Linked DNA regions of Sus scrofa: region 2 is linked to region 1. Evidence: chromatin contacts called from public Hi-C data. All regions are on one chromosome and are shown on one strand. The core of a region is the stretch at or near the end of the contact, and the rest is flanking DNA. Distances in the headings are between cores, read along the strand shown. Region 1 has its middle 16 kb from the start of DUSP10. Region 2 holds the start of LOC102166270.

The links. Hi-C and Micro-C count contacts between places; a contact is called where the count stands out from the background.
Region 2: a contact with region 1 is called in a Hi-C map of fetal liver, with 14 times the contacts expected there. The contact joins the promoter of LOC102166270 here to the enhancer-like site in region 1. A contact is called at or near these places in 1 of 5 promoter capture datasets (fetal liver) and 4 of 47 Hi-C or Micro-C datasets (embryonic fibroblasts, fetal heart ventricle, fetal liver and 1 more).

Annotation. Positions count from the first base shown.
Region 1 is chr10:10,918,620-10,924,356 of Sscrofa11.1, reverse strand. No RefSeq gene overlaps it. Among named protein-coding and RNA genes, the nearest start is that of DUSP10, 16 kb to the right of the region's middle. Within about 2 kb of position 1,831, at least 13 of the 83 cell types and tissues checked have an H3K27ac peak or open chromatin away from gene starts, as enhancers often do. A contact at or near this core is called in fetal liver and liver, where this site is marked.
Region 2 is chr10:15,313,813-15,319,487 of Sscrofa11.1, reverse strand. It overlaps LOC102166270, which reads left to right and starts at 2,003. Exons shown (of 12, transcript XM_021064450.1): 1 at 2,003-2,690; 2 at 5,037-5,120. It overlaps EXO1 (exonuclease 1), which reads right to left and starts at 1,932. Exons shown (of 15, transcript XM_021064446.1): 1 at 1,811-1,932; 2 at 1,203-1,393; 3 at 1-16. The coding sequence starts at 3.

The sequences.
Region 1 (5,737 bases), core at 582-3,081:
ACCTTCCATAAATTCTGCTTAGTGTCCCCAGGTGAGTCTCCAACTTTCTTTTCCCGATTTTTAAAAAATTTTCACTACCTGAATATATTGAGTCACCACACACACCCATTCCCTCTTTAAACTGCCCAGCCACTTCTGTACAAATCCAGGGTGAGTCATTTCATGCTTGACACATCCCTGTTTCAGTATATTATTGACAAAAATTTGCCATGATCACTTTACCTAGTGTCCAGCTTGATCTCTGGCATGAGCCTGGGAAAACTTTATAACCAGTCATGAAAATGGACCTATGGTGCATACACTTTAAAGACATTTCTGACTTTGGAGGCCACTTGGGGGGAAGCTTCTAGTCCTAATAACACTCTAAACCTGGTTGCTGTCTTCTTAGGAGTACTGTAGTTAAGGAAATAAATCAGGAAGTTCCTGTTAAAAAAACAAAACAAAACAAACAAACAAACAAAAAACACGCAAAAGAAAACCCTTGGCCAGACTGCAAATATTTATAATCACATGCTTCTTGGCTTCACAGAAAAAGTTGATTCTGGAGTCCTTTCAAAGATGCCCCAGAGAAGAGTTCCCTCTGTGGCTCAATGGGATCAGTGGCATCTCTGCATCTCCAGGACACAGATTTGATCCCCAGCCCATCACAGTGGAACAGTGTTGCCACAGCTGCAGCATGGGTCACAACTGTGGCTGGGATCCCATCCCTGGCCCGGGCGGGAACTCCATCTGCCCTGCAGTGGCCCAAAAAGAGAACAAAACAAAACAGCAAAAGATGGCCTGCCTGTGTGTACAGTGGAATTTGAATAACCAAAGGTGTGCTTAGGCCCAGCTCTCCAGACATTCACCCAAGACAGAACAGGAAGTCCCAGGGAGCAGGTACTAATGAGGTGGCCTCGTTTCCATGACTACCACTCTAACACCTGGTGGAGTGACTGGTTCCACGAGTTGTATGATAGTAAAGCTATTCCAGACCCTGGCATGAACAACTGCCTAGGAGCAACGACCAGAACTCAAGAGTCGCCTGCATTGCTTGTGTCACGGACCTCTTTGGCGACTTCGCACAAGTCAGTTCACTTTTGTCAATTTCATGCCCCTTTCTTGGAAAAAGAGAGGATGCCTTAAACCACAGCTAGGTTCCCTTCCCAGCCTGACATAGTGTCCTCTGCAAGGGTCCACGAAGGACGTCATTGCTGGGCATGAGTAGGAATGGAACGTGGTACGATGCCTGCCGGATGCAGAAGAGAAGGCGTCCAGTCTGCCCAAGGGTCCCATCTCTGTGACATCCCCCTGTGCCGGGACCACTGGACAAGTGATAAATGGTAAGTACCACTCACGGGGGAAATATTGTATTTTCTTCTCTGGGTGTAAGGTCACCCTGTTGTGACCATGTGTATAAAGACTTGGGGTGTGTATGCAGGTGGCCCCGCAGAGAAAGAAGTGTGCCACGTGAGTGAATTCCCAACAAAGCCAAGCTTATTGCTGCAGACCTCAACACGCCTCTCACCAGGGCTAACCTATTTTCCTCGGGGCTGGCACGAGGAACACCCACTGGGATTCTGTGCTGAGCTCTGGTGATAGGCTGTGGCAAAGAGGATAGGTCTGACCCCAGATAACTAGGCACTTTAATCTTTAAAGCTTTAGATTTTTTTGCTTCCTTGCTTCTTTGTTTGTTTGTGTTCTTCCCTCTGCCATCTGCTCGCTCAGTGCCCTAGCTTTTTAGTTTTGATTTGCATTTGTCTGTTGCATGCACGAAGGCCTGGTGGAGGGCCTGAAGGCAAGGCCATGCTTCCCCTGGGTTTGTTATCTGAGTTTCCTGACAGCTCCTTTCTCAGAATGAGGCTTTTGTAACTTCCTCTCAGAATGACAGAGCTGCAAGGCCCATCTTCCCTAGTTACTTGAGTAGGAAAGCCTGCATTTAGAAATCAGGAATTAATCCGTGAGCGAAACAACTCCTGTTTTAAATAGAGAGGCTATGGGCATTGTGGGAAAATCGGGTATTGTCCAATCAGGAGAGGGCCTTGCTCTCTGAGTTGTGAATGACCCCTCCCTCCTTGAACTTCCTGTTCTCTTATCTGCAGATGAGAATAGGAACACGCTGCAGAGCAATGTGAAGTTCAAACGCTATAGTGTGTGTGAATACACTTGGTTAAGGACAAGGTGGAATATAATGGAAACTATTATTATGACACACCATTGCGCTATAGTTATTTGTGGGCCGAACTCATGCTCTACACTGTAAGCTATTTTAGGACGGAACGTTTGCCTTAGATCCAAGGGTGACATAGGAAATATTTAACAATCGGCAGGACGTCAGCCAATCAGGTTGGACACTGACCTAATCAGAACAGAAGTTGGCTGTAAACAGCCAGAATGCTGAAGCCAAGGGCTCAGACCAGCCCTGCCCACACCATGGATGCTTCCAGCAGGACTAGTACAGTGCCTTGTTTAGTAAAAGGATGCGCTGTGAATGAATTGAAAACAGTATCCGCTTTAAAAACATTTCTCACAAAATTGTTAGAGGAAATGCTAACGTAAAAAACATGAACTACCCCCCCCCTTATTTCCCCAAGATTTCTCAGTGGTATATGATCGATCCCTGCCCTATTTGACTTCCGAACAGAATAGTTTTTCCAAGTTCAGTTCCAGGGACGAATCCCTGAACACCTGAAGCCTCTTTTCTTTTACCCGAGTTACAGAGTCATTAACCCAGACTTTTGAGAAATGTTATTATTAGAACTTTAATCACCCATGTCCTCCTTTTCAGTTCTTCCTAAAATTACTTTCTGGCAATAATAATTATGTCAATCGGGGGCCAGCCAAATATAGCTGTGGCCCTTGAGCCAAATCAAGACGGGAGTTTCCAGCCATGATCTATTATTTGGCTCCAAACGGTTGTGCCAGTTTCTCCCCCCAATGCCACCTCACCCCCACCTGCCGTCTGTCCGATCTGTCATCCTCTGGCGTAAAGTGGCAGATGGGGCCTAAGGAACAGGGTAGAATGTCAGAACCTCGTCTGTCATACATCTCTTGCTAGTTTGGAGTCTGGGGCCTTATTCTGTATCTTAAAAGAATGCAGAGGCCAAAAGGAGATGGTAGGTAAATAATGTCTAAGTCAAGGGCAGAAGCCCAAATGGCAGAGGTGTTGAGGGTGGTGGGTGGAAGGACAGTGACATGTGGGTTGGAAGAGAGAGAAATCGGGGGCTTTGAGACGTGAGGAGTAGCTGACCAAGTGCACAGGTGGTGGGACTTGCACCTCGAAAGGTGGTCTCAGCCAGGGCTGCTTTTGATGTGATCCAGGAGAGCTATTATGACGGTGCCAGCGGCAGGGAGAGAAGCCACAGCAGAGGAAGTCTTTCAGCAAGGGCCCCACAGTGTCCCGTCTCTGCAGCTGGAGCTCTGCGGCGTCCAGGCTCTGAGACCACCTCGGCCACAGTCAGGCAGCCTTTTGTGACCCCCATCGTCATCACCTCTGCTCAGGTAGGAGGTCAACTGAGGCATCTCTTTCTGCCTTGACTTCATTTATTCATTCAACAAACACATGCCTAGAGCCTACTATTTCCCAGGCACTGTGCTGGGTGTTGGTGTGACACAGATTCAATACCTAGGGGTAAGGAACTGAGGTGACAGCCGGGGAGACCAACAATCCCCTTTGAAGGGGACAATGCACTTAAACACCCAGAGGCCAGATCAAGGGCCAGGCCGGACTCCAGAATGCCTGGCTTCTGAGGAGGAGGTCGAGCTGTTTACCTGGACTGGGAGGGTTAACAGGGGAGCGGGAGTCCAAATTGGGCTTTGGGGGCTTGTGGGAGCAGCAGCGGGGAGGATGGCTTGCCCAGGCCTATGGTGATATCCGAGCCTGATTTTGGTAGTTGGATGAGGTTGGTGATGATGTGCCCTCCCACCCCCCACCATGATTCTGGCTTGGAGACCTGGTGGATGGAGCCACCGACTCCTGGAGGAAAACAGTAAAGGAGCAGAAGCTGGTTCAGGAGGTGGGGCGGGTTCAGTTTGCCGAGAGAGGCCTGTGGGGTGTTGATATTGGGTCTTGTACGCTGTCAGCGCAAGATTTTTTGAATCAGTGTTACCTGAGAAACAAAAAATACTGCCTGCCCTGTCAGTGACCTGAGGATGCCAGGTCATCAGGATCCCGGCCACGTCCAAGGCTGAGCCGGGGGGCCCTGAGGGAGCTCAGGAAGGAAACTGAAAACACCTGCCATCTAGCAGCCACCAGACTGCAGCCCTCCCCAAGGGAAAGTGCACAGCAGCCCCACACTGCTGAGGTGCATCTCAAAGAAGCGATGGCAGTGAGTCCAGACCCTTGCATCTTCCCGTACAGAGAAAAATGCGAACCTCCCCAACTTGAGATAGCTCCTTTTCTGTTTCGAACGCTAATTTTTGTTCTTACCAGCTGCCGTTTGTTGCAAAACTCCTGTGTGTCCCAGCTCCCCGCTCGCCTCCTCCGAGCATTTTTCTTGGGGTCCCTTGAGAGGCCACCTCCCCAGCTCAGGTCCTCAGTTTTGTCCACTGCATAAAACATAACTCTCAACTTTTAGGTCTGGCATATATGTTTTAAGTCAACATACCCAAAAGTACCTGCTCCGTGCACCGTGACGAGAAAGGGCCCACAGCCAGAAATTAAATGAATATTCTGTTACTTTCAGAGAGAGAAAAAATCAGCTGAACTGAGCAGAGTGCTGCGTTAAGGCAGTTTATTTGCGTTCTGACTCACGCTGCTTCTCTGAATCCAGAGCAGCAACTTTCAGCCTGTGGTTCTGCCTGGAACAGGGACCATGCTTTACAAAGCCTGGGTTCAGGAGTCTGGGCTGGACTTTCCAATAGAATGTCAGCTCGTGAGGCCTCCTCATTTCCTGGATCATCCTGCCTCCTTCTTCGCTTCTTAGACAGTCCTTCTGAGCCAGGGCTCAGCTGCTTGTCTCCTTATAGCTCTTCAACTCCAAAGGGAAGGTTCCCCTGACTCTCTAGGGCTAATGGGGGCCCCTCCTCTTCTGGCCCTTCATCCAGCCTCCCTCCTCCAAGACTTGGCACTGACACCTGCCTTCTTCCTCTCTTGTACTTTCTTCATTTCTTTATTGTCTTTTTAGGGCCACACCCTCGGCATATGGAGGTTCCCAGGCTAGGGGTTGATTTGGAGCTGCAGCAGCAGGCCTACACCACAGCCACAGCAACGCAGGATCTTTAACCCACTGAACAGGGCCAGGGATCAAAGCCACATCCTCATGGATGCTAGCCAGGTTCTTAACCCTGTGAGCCACAACAGGATCTCCTCTGTACCTTCTGCATCTCATTTCAGCCCGCAGCTCAAGTCATCCAGCAAATCCCCAAGTCCTCCATCCTGGATCCAGTGAATTCCTCTGGTGCTTTTGCTTCCTCCTGCCAGCTTTGCAGCCCCTCCCTTGCCTCAGCCACAGAACTTCCTGGGAGAAAGGGGAGTCCTTGACACTGTCACCTCCACTGTCACCCAGCTCCGGCCTCCCTGCCCCCCCAAGCCCTAAGGAATGCCTTCTCTGACCTCAGCCTCTACTAATATTCCCTACTACGCCAGCACGTCGTAATCCTCTTGAAACTCACGCCCTTCTAAGGTCCTCTTTTTCCTGGTCTTCCCTCATTTTTGTGGCTGCTTTTCCACAAACTCTTTTCCTTTCACAAGTGCTTAGCAGATAGGACCAATGTATTCTTTTCTAGAATGATTATTGAAAGTGTATTCCTGGGTTAG
Region 2 (5,675 bases), core at 754-3,253, 4.4 Mb before region 1:
CATAGTGCCAAGTTAACTAGAGGATGTGAAAAGAGAAAGGGAAAGCAGCAATATTTAAAGCAAATTATATTTACCCCCAAATTTTTGAAAAATAAAGAAAGAGAGCTTGGAAACTGAAACAGCAGCTGCTGTTGTTTAGATATTTGAGAATCAATGCAGTTTATTTTATTTATTTATTTATTTTTGCTTTTTAGGCCCCGAGATCAAACCCATGCCACAGCAGTGACCTTGGCAGCTGCAGTGACGGCACCAGATCCTTGACCTGGTGCGCCACAGGAGAACTCCATAAGCTATACTTTTTTCAGGCCTGAAAATTTACTATTATCGGGATGCTTTATTCCAAGTAATGACCATTCTGTGAATCAGCAGTGGTGGTGCCCGGAGGCACCTCCATCAGACTCTGCAAGCTCCAGGCAAAATAATATGAAACTGTGCCTGCTGTGAAAAAACAGCTGCACAATAAACGCTTTAATTCCCCACCCACTTCCATCCAGGTTGTAGCACCAAGCCCTTTCCACACAGAAACCTGAAGATGCCACAATCCTCCCCATCTCCAACTCCCCATAATAAAAAACAAAAGCAGGAGAATCCCATCCTGGTGCAGCAGAAATGAATCCAACTAGTATTCATGAGGACACGGGTTCAATCCCTGGCCTCTCTCAGTGGGTTGGGGATCCAGTGTTGCCGTGAGCTGTGATGTAGGTTGCAGAATCAACTTGGATCTGGCATTGCTGTGACAGTGGCACAGGCCGGCAGCTGCAGCTCTGATTCGATTCCTAGCCTGGGAACTTCCATAAGCTGCAGGTGCTGTCCTAAAAAGCAAAAAAAAAAAAAAAAAAAGTGAAAGTGGCAGACACTGCGTATTTCTTAACATAACTCTCTCCTATCAGACATTAAGTTTGGAAGGAAAGGAAGGAAGTACCCACAGGTTCAGATATCAGACTTACCCTGTTGATACACTCTAATCCAGGAATAAATTTCAGTTCCTCTGCAGATTCTCAACTCCACTTCTAGTGACTAGGATTCACTAGTTGTGGAGTGAGATGGGAATTCTGAATTTTAAACACAGGCAATTTGGATGCAGGTGGTCCTCAAGCCACAGTTTGGGGAAAAGCTATTAGCTTCCTACCACTCAGATGTTCCTAAAAAGTTTTCTTTCACTCTGAGGAAAACTAAAATAGTAAATATTTCATGAAGCTTACATATTTCTTCTAAGTTGGGTAAATATTCTCCAGTATGTGTTTCTTTTTCAGCACAATGAGGAGAGAGGAGGGAGGCACAAAGCATCCTCAAGAGATGGTTCCAGGACAGGTAGTAGTGACGTCACCGATCCATCCAGTCTCACAGGGACTGGCAGGTCAGCCCAGAAGCCGGTTCCAGGAGTTCCTGTGATCTGCGCAAAGTTAAGAAAACAATGTACTTGTCAACATTTGGAAACTGGGAGTTTGAGCATAAAACCGGCCGGTTAGCTTTTGCAGAAAAACAAGAGGACCCTCCCTCAGTCGGCCAAACCGCACTCCCAGGCCAGGTGAGCCCGCTCCATCGGTCCATACTTTCCTGCAACAGGAGCTCCGCTCGCTCGCTCGCTCGCGGGTGCTTCGCCAGCCGCCCCCAGGGCCACTGCAAGGCCTGGCGCGCCTCAGACCATCCCTTTCCCACCCTAAGATCCTAGATCCCCAGAGCTGGAGCGGGTACCAGTAGGCAGACACCACGGGCCGCCCACCCCTCTCGCTTCCCGGGAAAGGCCATCCGTCCGGTTGAGCGCAACCGGATGGGGGCTCTGAAGCCTCTCTGCATGGTCCCCACTCACGTGGTCCGGTACAGGCGAGACTGAGGCACGGAAGTCAAGGAACAGGCAAGCAGCGCAGCGCTCAGCACTGCACAGACCGCCGGACCTTTCAATTTGCGCGGGATGGGCGGGGGGCCCGCCCAGGGGAAGTGACATCACAACCTCGCGCCGCCGGCACCGCCTCCCAGCACCTCCCGCTTCCGGCCTGGACCGTGGCCTAGACGCTGCAGTGCTGGTGGCCGGGTGGCTGACCATGGAGTCCTGGGCTTCTTTGTGGAGGGGTGAGAACAGAACTGGCTGTGCTGCCACCGGGGCGCGGCACCTGGAAAGTGCTTTTAAGTTCCTGTCTCTGGGAGTCGTGAATCTCTCCGGACTGCAGCCTGAGGTCCTGGCGCTTAAGCTCCACGAGCGCCGCCGCAGCGTGTTTGGCTTGAGGTTTCTAAACCTAAAAAGATCCCTGACTGGAGTAGCCCTTGGGTTGTGCTGCTGCCCCTCCTCCTCACAGGCAGCTGCACGTGGGCTGCTCGGACACAAACTGCAGCTTAGGTACACGTTCCTTGGATTCTCCTGTAGCCTTTTGGAAAGGGAAGGAGCACTTACTAAATTCACTGGGAAGTGACAGAGAGCCTTTCCTTGGCCAGGTTGGACAGGTGCTTCTGCCCTCTTCTCAACTAGTTCTCAACCTTGGCCTCTAAAGACTTAGGCACTAAGACGGTTTTGAACATCAAGTTGGCATCGCTAGGATGACTCCAGCTCCACTTAGAATGCCCTGCCTGACAAAGCTCAAGGTGCCAAGAGAATTTAGCATTTGTTCAGCCAACACCAGAAGAGAGTCTCTGCTCCTCAATGTCTCTAGGAGAGGAGGAGCCTAACTTCCATAAACTCTGCTTAGTGTCCCCAGGTGAGTCTCCAACTTTCCCTTCTCGATTTTTAAAAAATTCTCACTACCTGAATCTCTTGAGTCACCACACACACACACACCCATTCCCTCTTTAAACTGCCCAGCCACTTCTGTACAAATCCAGGATGAGTCATTTCATGCTTGACACATCCCTGTTTCGGTATATTATTGACGAAAATCTGCCGTGATCACTTTACCTAGTGTCCAGCTTAATCTCTGGCAGAAGCCTGGGAAAACTTTATAACCAGTCCTGAAAATGGACCAATGTGCATACACTTTGAAGACATTTCTGACTTTGGAGGCCACTTGGGGGGAAGCTTCTAGTCCTAATAACACTAAACCTGGTTGCTGTCTTCTTAGGAGTATTGTAGTTAAGGAAATAAATGAGGAAGTTCCTGTTGTTGATGCGTTGATTCTGGCACATCAGAAGTGATTCCAACACGATTCCAATGAGTAGTATCCATGATGATGAGTGTTCGATCCCTGGCCTCAGTGGGTTGGGGAATCCTGTATTGCCTTGAGCTGTGGTGTAGTTCTCAGATGAGGCTCAGATCCCAAGTTGCTGTGACTGTGGTGTGGGCCCACAGCTGTAGCTCCGATTGTGCCCCTAGCCTGGGATTTTCCATATGCTGCAGGTGCGGCCCTAAAAAGCAAAAAGAAAAAAAAAAAAAAAGGGATGACGTTTAGTCAGGTCAGACCACAGAGGATATTCTGGGTCCAGAGATGAGCTGGAATGAAAATTCAGACTCAATTTAAGGAGTTAAAGGGGAAGAAGTGAGCACATTTTAAAAAATGCTTCTTGTTTGATGCCTCCTCTGCATGTTTCTCTCATGCTTTTAAAGTCTTATGATCAGTCTATCATGTCAATATATTACCTTCTAAATTGTTGGAAAGATGCCCCTGGTGGGGGGAGTGGGATGTGCATAGTAGGAGCAGTAGGAGCTTGTTTTAAGAGCTGAGCCCAGGAGAGGAGGTGAGAAAAGTTATCTTGCCATGGGGTTCCACCGGCTCTACAGTGGTAGACCTCACCCTGTTCCTGCTTGGAGCTGACTGTAGCAGACAGTGGGGGAGAGTTCCAAACTAGGCTGAAGAGGAACTTAAATGTGGGCAGGATTCCTTGTAGAGAAATGTTCTTTTTCTTTCTTTTTTTCCTTTCCTTCTTTCTTTCTTTCTGGCCATGCCCGTGACACGAGGGAGTTCCCAGGCCAGCGATGGAACCCATGTCACAGCAGGGACAATGCTGTGTCCTTAACCTACTGAGCCCCAGAGGAACTCCTGTAGAGAAGTGTTTTCATAGTCAATGGACTGACTACCCAGCTGTAAGTAACTGCTTCAGTGTCTGATCCCAGCAAGAGGATGCCACACATGGCAGGGGGTGGAGTGGTGTCTTAGGAAGTAGCCCAGATACCAAAAATATGTCCACTGCCATATACCTGGACAAAACAGTGATTCAGAGGGAGACACACACCTTGATGTTCATGGTAGCACTTTTCACAATAACCAACCCTCAGAAACAACCTATCCATCGACTGACGAATGGATAAAGAAAATGTACATATATACACACAGGAATACTACGCAGCCATGAAAAAGAATGAACGAATGCCATTTGCAGTGACATGGATGGACCTAGAGATGAACATGCTCGGTGAATTATGTCAGAAAGACAACCATGTCATATGTATATGTGGAACCTAAAATATGGCACAAATGAACCTACCTACAACACAGAAACACAGAGGATAGATTTTTGGTTGCCAAGGAGGAGGAGGGAGGAAGAGGGTTGGACTGGGAGTTGGGGATAGTAGATGCAAACTATGACATTTAGAATGGATAGACAGCAAGGTCCTGTATAGAACCGGGAACTATATCCAATTCCCTGGGATAGACCATAAAGGAAAATTTTTTTGAAGAATATTTATATGTGACTGTCTCAGTCACTTTGCTGTATAACAGAAATTAGCACATTATAAATCAACTATAACTTTTTAACGTGAAAATAAAATTGCACTTTTGAAAAAGCTGAGATCTTTATATTGAATACTTCCCATTAGTTTTGACTATCTTTTTGTGAATAAAAATTGTATCCGACTTTCAAAAACAAAATGTGCCCATGATATCACAACCATGGGCAGTTACTGCACTACAGACAATGCATATCTGTGTTACTATTTTGCCTCCAAAGATTCCAGACTGGATTCTTGGCTGCATTGTTGAAAGAAAGAAAATAGCCATTAACAATGATTTCCCAAACAGAATGCTTTTACTCTATGGGAAGATAAAACCCTTTGACTCAGTTCCTGCGGTAATTTACTAACATGCCTTTGGTGTGCCTCTTGGTCCTAGGTGGAGTGGGGAACACAGACCTGGTTCCTGTCTTCAAGCAACTTAGAATCTAATCTGCAGACAAAACACGGATTCATCCAAAAGGTAAGTCACACATGATGATGATGTGTTGTGAACTTCTGAAAGGAGTGGAACAGCCCACAAAGCTCTCAGCTTAAGACTCAGTTGTATTCCCAGTTCAATGAAGTCTTTGCTCACAGCAGCCCAGACATCCTGTGATGACCTCTGCCCTGACCATTCTCATCCACGTTCATTGGACTGTCTCCAGGTTTAGCAGATAAGAACAAGATAGGCCCAGTTACATTGGCATTTCAGATAAACAACAGATACATTTTAGTATAAGGATGCCTCATGTGATATTTGAGACTTACTCAAAAGTATTCCATGTTTCTCTGAAATGCAGATGGATATATACCACATCTTTCTTCGCTCATCCTTCCGTAGATGCTTGGGTTGTTTTCCTGTCGTGGTGATTGTAACTCATGTTGTCATGAACATAGAGGTGCATATAATTTTCAAGTGAGTGTTTTCAGCTTCTTTAGATAAATCGCCAGAAGTGGAATTGCTGGGTCCTACTATAGTTTTGATTTTAATTTTTTGAGGAATCTCATGCTGTTTTCCACTGTGGCTGCACCAGTA